Linked DNA regions of Oryzias latipes: region 2 is linked to region 1. Evidence: chromatin contacts called from public Hi-C data. All regions are on one chromosome and are shown on one strand. Each heading gives the region's core, a stretch centred on a gene start, on an enhancer-like site or on the middle of the called end of the contact. The rest is flanking DNA. Distances are from core to core; before and after follow the strand shown. Region 1 has its middle 4.5 kb from the start of LOC110015627. Region 2 overlaps LOC110015628 (a long non-coding RNA gene).

Region 1 (3,742 bases), core at 729-3,228:
TTTGAATCTCGCAAACATTTTAAAAATGCACATTTTTTATCCACCATGCCTGACATCCAGTTCATAATTCTCACAAAAGAAAGGCCTTTCACAACATTTGCGTCATGGCTTTGATGTCGAGAAATTATATGTCTTTTCTAAAATTCCGACATCTGACGAGATAGTGTGTCATCTCCTAAGAGAGAGGTACTTGACTGAAGTCACTGTGTAGAGAGTACAAAGCCTCTGCGATGGTCCATATTCATGAAGGTGTAGCTATTACTGACATATTTTCTTATGGGAACAAATCACCAGTGGAGTGCGAGGATGCCGGAGCCCCAAGTCTCTGAAGCTTTGTCATGTTCAGCGGATCTTAGACCAGCCTCTGTTGTGCCTGTCATCGGGGGAAGTTCTCATGAACAGGACAGTCTCTCGGCCTGTTCTTTTATGAGAGCCACTGGCTGGATGCAGCAGTACAGAGTGACAGAATGTTAGGTGTGTGATGAAGAACTTCAGAATAAAGCAAAAACTAAAAGTCTTTTGGGAAGCTTGGAAAGATTAGATCAATGTTAATATGTTCTGGTTGTTTACTCTGCGGCTTTTTATTTTTTTTTGCTCAGATCACTGTAAAATCGCAGAGAGGCACCTAAGAATGCGCAATATTGATTGAAGCTACGCATTTTTTCCTCTTTTTAGACACAGTTTGCACATTTCTTTTGCAGAAAATACCAACAAGCGGTCTAACAATTAATCAACTTAATCGATAAATCGATTTATATTTCTACAATCTAACCAGATTGATGGAAAAATGGCAGGTTCATTTTATTGTAACGTAAAAACGACCAAGTGCATCACAGCGGAAAACACACACGTGATGGCAGCAAAAATGGATTAATCGATCATTACAGTCCAATGTGTGCAAACACATGTGACCATACAGTATGGTAGAATGTTCTAATAATTTTCTATTTGTATTATTTTTGATGTCGAAAAACAACAGTGGGCTGAACTTTGGGAAACTAAAATTTTGAATGGATTTGCCCTTAATTCTTGCTTACTTGTTCTTTATACACATATTTAATTTGCACTTGATTATCTTGCAAGAAATGCAAGATAATCTGGAAAACTTCACCAGCATTATTCAGTAGCAGGTATTTATCTCTGAGTCACACTGGTTGAATTTTTGGCTGAAGATGTCCTCGGTCGATTTTAGGTCCGTCAATCGGATCGTTCAAGATGAACCCAAATGGACTATGAATCGGATCAGCAACTACAAGTTAGGATATGAATCGAATTGTTGCTAAAAGGAATTCTTACACCTCTACTACCAACACATGAACAAAAAGACAATTCTTCAAGTTGTTCAAAATCTTGACCATTCATGAAACACACCACCCTAGAAGGGAATGATGTGCAAAGGATCCACTGATTGCTCTGCATGTGTTTCTTGGTGCTGCTTCTCTCTCATGGCTAATGTTCTGCCTCCCGCAGGATGACAGTGAACACGTGACGTGGCATGCACACGAGGGAACCGAGGGTTAGCAACAAGTCGATAATAAAAACACAGTGGAGCACTGAAGGTTACAGGAGGTTGCTGAGTGCAGGCAGGCTGCTGAATGCACACGTACCTGTGTGCATTTGTGTGCTTGCATGACAGAGGCTTTACGTAGTGTGTTGCGAGCCGTTCCTCCTCTGCCTCATTAGTGCTGATTTACGCCACAGCTCAGTAAAAGAAAGGATGGACTCCCCCCTCCCCACGCCATTTACACATAAACATGCACACACTGCCCTGCAATCCTCTTTTTTTCTAGTCTTTTCTCCCCTTTCTTTTCTTATCTCTCTTCTCATTCTCCTGCCACGCACAGACAATGGGGCCCTGGAGAATACTGGCTTGTGCTGAATTATTCAAATCAGCAGTGGCAGCAAGCCGGAGAGCAAAGGAGAAAGAAGGAGAGCTGCAAAAAAAAAGTGAGAGTATCCAGGATGATGGGGGTGGTGGAGGGTGGTGGGAGAGAAACAGACAGAGACGGAGGAGTGTAGCAGAGGTGAAACTCGTTGTCTCTGCATGCAAATAGCCTCTTGCTCCTCTGCCCCCCCACCCCCCATTCTCTATGAGTCACCCCCCTGCCCTTCACTGCTTCATTAATACACATCTGTACCCCAGTTGTCCCCTCCACCTCCTTCTTCTTCTCTATCCTAGTGAGGAAGAAGAAACAGACGAGGAGGACGTGGGAGAGGAGGAGGTGATGGTGGTGGGGAGGGTGGGAGGCAAGTAGGAGCTCGACAGCAGCAGCACGCTTGTTGGCAGGGGGAGAATGTAATTAGCCAGCACCGGTACAAATGGAAAGGAAAAAAAAATGTAAGGAAGGAGAGAGGAGGAGAGTGGAAGAGGAAGACAAAAAAAAAGCAAAGCTCAAAAAACAAGGCTCCTGCCAGGATGAACTCCCCAGAGACAAGACCTGGACATGACGGTGTGTAGTCTGGGAACAAAGGAAAAAGGGAAGAACTGGGGGAAAGACGAGAGGCTGAAGAGTGGGCCTATGACAGCACCTGCAGAGATGGAGAATTTGATTATGTGGGTGTGTGCCGGCATGTCGGGATTACTGTCTTGTGATTGCACATGCCCGTCAGTAAAGCACGCTTTTAGTAAAAGATGCTAGATTCCTTGTTACCCAAATCTGATGATGTTTTTCTTATTTGCTTCCAATCCAGAATATTTTTCCCCAGCGTTATTAGAATATTCTTCTGTCAAAAGTAGCCCTCCAAGGCTGCCTGGTTATCTAAACACATCTCCATAATAAACTTTATTAAGGCTGCACAGCATGAACTGTTTATACAAAAACATGAAAAATATACAAAGCAAAAGTCTACACGCTCTGAACAAGAACAATAAAAGCACTATTAACATAAGTAACAATTAAATTTATGCTCACACATAAAATAGCTAAACTGTCTGCGCTGATGTTTATAATAATTAATAATGCTATAAAATCCCAGTCGAGGTAAAGCAGCAGATGGAATCTTGAGGTTGCAAAGGTGCAACTTTCCTCCATAATCTGACATAAAAGAGGCTCCTCGTTGTCTGGTGTCATCATTAACTGTCTTACTTAAGTGCACTCTAATGAAGAGACTCTGACCTGTCCCTGCTAATTTAGTAAGAGCCCCTAAATTCTGCAATTGTACTGTAGACTCTTAAAAAAAAGGAAGAGTGCATTGAGAATGAGTGTCTGTATTTGTTGGTGTGTGTGTGAGCGAAAGACGCAAAACTTGACCCTGCAGTCTTTTGCCAGCCTCATTAGTGGGAGGACTTGGTTCATTAAATGATGTGCGCGAGTGGTGTGGGCTAAACACAGATCACAGGCTGAGAGGCTTCCCATGTTTTGCTTCAATTAACTTGTTTTCTTTTCTCGCGTATTAGAAAATTGCTCTGGAAATGACATTTCTTCAGGAGTTTAGGCTCAGGGGATGGAATTACTTCATCAAAGAATAAATAAATAAATATGACATGGCAAATATTTTTCCCTGTATAGTACTTATAGTATGAAAAAAAGTTTTTTACCTAAAGAAATGAGGACTTTTCAATTCTGGAATGCTTGAACTGCGCCAAAATTTATTTCCTCAGATATGCTTTGTTTAGCAAGTTCATTATTAGAGAATGCCGTTTGAAAGGAAACCAAAAAATAATGAGCCACACTGTAAACAAGTTTATTTTTGATCAAAAATCAGACTTTTTGACCTGGTAATTATTGGGAGATTTCTCTCT
Region 2 (3,742 bases), core at 418-2,917, 87 kb after region 1:
TCTCTGCTGGATAGATGAGTCTTTGATCTTGGTCCGCCTAGTTTTTCCGTCAGCGGGATTGATCCCATTCTTGCCGTTGCTTTGTTCGAATCTGTTTGTTTTAACATTGGGAGGGTCATTTAAAAGTCCAGACATTGTTGACATGGACCGTTTGAACATCTTCCAGTCATTACAAATCTTTCTTTCGGCAGAATGATGTTCACAAAAAAAAATCCCAGGAAAATGACCCTGTAATAACTAGCAGACTAACAAAAAGCAGAAGTAATTCCTGTTTGTGTTTTTTCGGCAGTTCTCAATAAATTACTAAATAATCCGCAACACCAAAACACCCAAACATATTTTTAATCAAACTCACTTGACTAGCAGAACTGGCTCTCATTTTATTTCTTTAAAAGCAGGAAGCGCATATGTTTTTACCGCACACTATTTCCGTGTTTTGGCAAAAAATTTAATTGTTAGAATTGTCAGTACAATTCTGTACATGCATGATAGGAATGACATTGTGATTACACTTGAAAAATATCCCATAAAATGACACATAAAAGAACAATATTTAGTTACAGAAGCAGCCCCTCTAGTGTATAAAAACAGGTAAACTTGATTGTACAGAAACGATCAATACTGTATGAGAACGTGATAAACAAACCATGAGCTCAACTGCCGGGTTACTTAAAGTCTCCAAAGTCCTAAGTAAAGAACTTTCCTCACTCGTATCCACAATAAAAAACAAATTAGCACAAATAAATTAGGTTTTATTTAAATTAGTAAATTAGCTTTACAAGTTCTCCCTCTTTTCTCAGAACCAATAGTCTTAAAGTACATTCAATTCAGCGCATTTTTACACATTTTACACTGGCTGTGGCTGCTGTACATGCTGTACCTGTTGTACATGTACAAAGAAAAACCTTAAAGACCTACTTTGAAGAAAATCCTGATTTTGGTGCAGTGATGTCGGAGCTACAATCAGCGGGCCACAAGCTCCCTGCTCCGCTCCATTTTGATTGATCCACTTGCAGACAAATAGATTAATGTACGTCTTTGTTTTCCTCATCTGAGCCTGCATCTGGCTCGAATTGAATAGATCCAATATTGCTCGCCATTTTTGTTGCATCTGTATTGTTGGTTTTAGGGGCTGTAAGCTAGCAGAAGAACACGAGAACAGATAGATGATGGGAAATAAGGACGGACTTCCTCCATGCCAATAAGTCCACCTTTAATGTAGAGGGTAATTTCTAATTCACTTCCTCTTCTGCAGAAACTATGTCCTAAAGAAAAAAGGTTTTTGAATTTTGGCTAAAAACTGCATAATCATAATTAAAGGACCACTGGGATTGCTTTTAAAATAGATCAAAGCATTGTCAGAGTAGGACTTTAACCCAAAAAAAACACTTGTGAGACTACAGCTTTAAAACAATCAGAAATAAAATAAAATACGAAAACTGAGAAAGCAAACTAAAATGTCTTTATCATCTCACTTTATTGATAATCTAATATATTAGTTTGGTCCATCTTTTACCCAATTTCCATAATCAAAGTTTACTGTAGCATGGGTTGTTAAAGTTTAACAGTGTAATCGTGACAACAGGCAAGTTCAGGACCTCTGAGTGACTCTGACGAACACATGCCTTCTGTGTTTTAGGAGAATCGAGGGAAGAAAAGAAGGAGGAGGGGGACGCCAAAAATGCTGCAGGGGAAAACAGTGATGGTGTACCACCAGCATTCTTTTACTTGGCAATGATAGCCAGTGAAGCAGAAAAGTGAATTACCCTGCTAGTCCAGCACTTCTTAATCTAATATCTTCAATGAGCGGTCTCAGCTCTGAATTGGAGCTCACTTTCGTGCTGTGTCACAAAACATTAGACACTGTTGCTCTGTTCATTTCTGCACAGTAATTCTGATACACCTCTTAGTTTTGGTGCCAGGGGACATCTCCCTGCCCTCCTTCTATTTTCAGTCTCCTATTGGAAGAATTATTATCCATTTATGGATATTTAGTTTACTTTTGTCAAAGCTCAGAGGGGTATGTGGTGGCTGATTGAATAAAAGGGTGTGCATTTCCATTTCTCATCCAGTTTAGCCTCATTTCTGCTTCCCTGTGAAGGAACTTATGCTCCAGGGTAATAAAAAAAAGTGTAAATAAAAGAAAATGGATATCATTGCTGGAGACTGCTGTTGTGTTCTGTGTTGATGTTTGAACAAGCCAGTCTTCCAGAGAGATCTGGCGAGTCAAAACAGTGGCAAAATGCCAGGAAATGCTAATGGCTTATTGATGGCGTAAAAGTAAAAACACATTTGGTCTTTAAACATAAGACGGAAAAAGCTGTATGAGTTCCACCTATCAGGACGTAGCTAGCTCATCCAGGAGATGCTTCCCTCACACAGGATCACTGTGTGTGGCAACTTTCTTGTTGCTGAGTGCAAAGTGTTGCTGCATGGTAGGACTTCATAACCTGACCCCCGTCCACCCCCGTCGTTTTCTTCATTGCGAGGCAATTGGCAGGCAAACAGCTGCTTGGTCTTAGCGGGCTGCATATCAATGGCTCTAATTAATTGGATTAATGGAGAGGGTTCTGGGATTTGGGGAGAGGCTAGAGGAAGCATTTCAGCGGAAACAGAATTGCCATCCCTGAGGGCAAGAGGGATCGTGATGGAGCTGTAAGGGGAGGTGTGTGGGGGGCACACAAGGCTGAATATGGATGAGGAAAAATTGAGTTAAAACAGAGGAGACTGCAGCATTCATTAGACCGCCCACCCTCTGAAGTAGCTGCTTAATATGCACGCTATTACTATGCAAATCAGCGATAATGAAACGCAGAGGATTTTTTTAATCAGAGGAAGAACAAGCAGATGTTGGGAGGGCTTGGAAAGAAGTGTTACCAGTTTTAATGTGTGTGTGAGTGAGAGAGAGAAACACACATTGTGTGAAAAAGTGAGTATGTACATACCAGACCTGCAAGGTGTTGAGTCTTAATTGAAAAGAAACAAAACAAGGAAATTTGGTCTTCAAAAGAGTTCCAGCTTCTTTGTTGAAAGTTTGCAAGTGAGCTGTCTGAGGCCTAACTGAGAGTGATTAGTCTTCTCCACAGGAAATGCATTAAGGAATCAGAATTAAGAACAGGTTTTATATTGGAGAGATTTGTGCATATACCTTGGGGAGAGATAAAGCTTGATGGACTCACACCGAACCCAATGCCTACGGTGATGCGGTAAATCCCCGCAGAAATCCTCCCCAACCGGAGAGTCAACATTTGGATGTACCAGCTGTGCTGGATGATCTGGACCTGCTACCAACAGAGTAGAGAAGATGGGTGTGTGGATGATCTATATGTTCATACGCATTACTTAGGGAATCTGAGCAAGGTGCTGTGTCTTTGTGTCATCACACACGCGTCAGGCAGTGAGTGTGTGACTGGATAAAGACTCCTGCAAAGAAAGCTTCTTCTTGTAAGTGGTTCCCCGTGGCTCTGTGCTCTCGCAATTTAATCAAGGCGTTTCTCCGCGGGCCTGTTACATTAAGCGTTCTCTCAGCACAAGTGGAGGAATCAGACAGACTAGATGAAGTCATCGATCACAGAACAGCTGCCTTTTTAGCGGTAGCTGCCCTGCAGCGCTGAGCTGAGGCAAGGTGTCAGGCCCTCTGAGGCCGCTCGGACAAACCGTTTCAACAAGTCACTGATGTCACATGTGGGTTTTGTTTCCTTGAGCTAAAGCTAATTGAGACAAATTTAAAAAGAAAAGACAG

Evidence for each region. A called contact is a pair of places that touch in the nucleus more often than the background predicts.
Region 2: a Hi-C map of embryo shows a contact between it and region 1, with 1.8 times the contacts expected there. The contact joins two enhancer-like sites. A contact is called at or near these places in 2 of 5 Hi-C or Micro-C datasets (embryo and fibroblasts).

The regions. Positions count from the first base shown.
Region 1 is chr9:17,537,098-17,540,839 of ASM223467v1, forward strand. No RefSeq gene overlaps it. Among protein-coding and RNA genes, the nearest start is that of LOC110015627, 4.5 kb to the right of the region's middle. Within about 2 kb of position 1,979, at least 2 of the 8 cell types and tissues checked have an H3K27ac peak or open chromatin away from gene starts, as enhancers often do. A contact at or near this core is called in embryo, where this site is marked.
Region 2 is chr9:17,624,629-17,628,370 of ASM223467v1, forward strand. The region is part of intron 2 of LOC110015628 (a long non-coding RNA gene); the gene reads right to left. Among protein-coding and RNA genes, the nearest start is that of LOC110015572, 45 kb to the left of the region's middle. Within about 2 kb of position 1,668, at least 1 of the 8 cell types and tissues checked has an H3K27ac peak or open chromatin away from gene starts, as enhancers often do. A contact at or near this core is called in embryo, where this site is marked.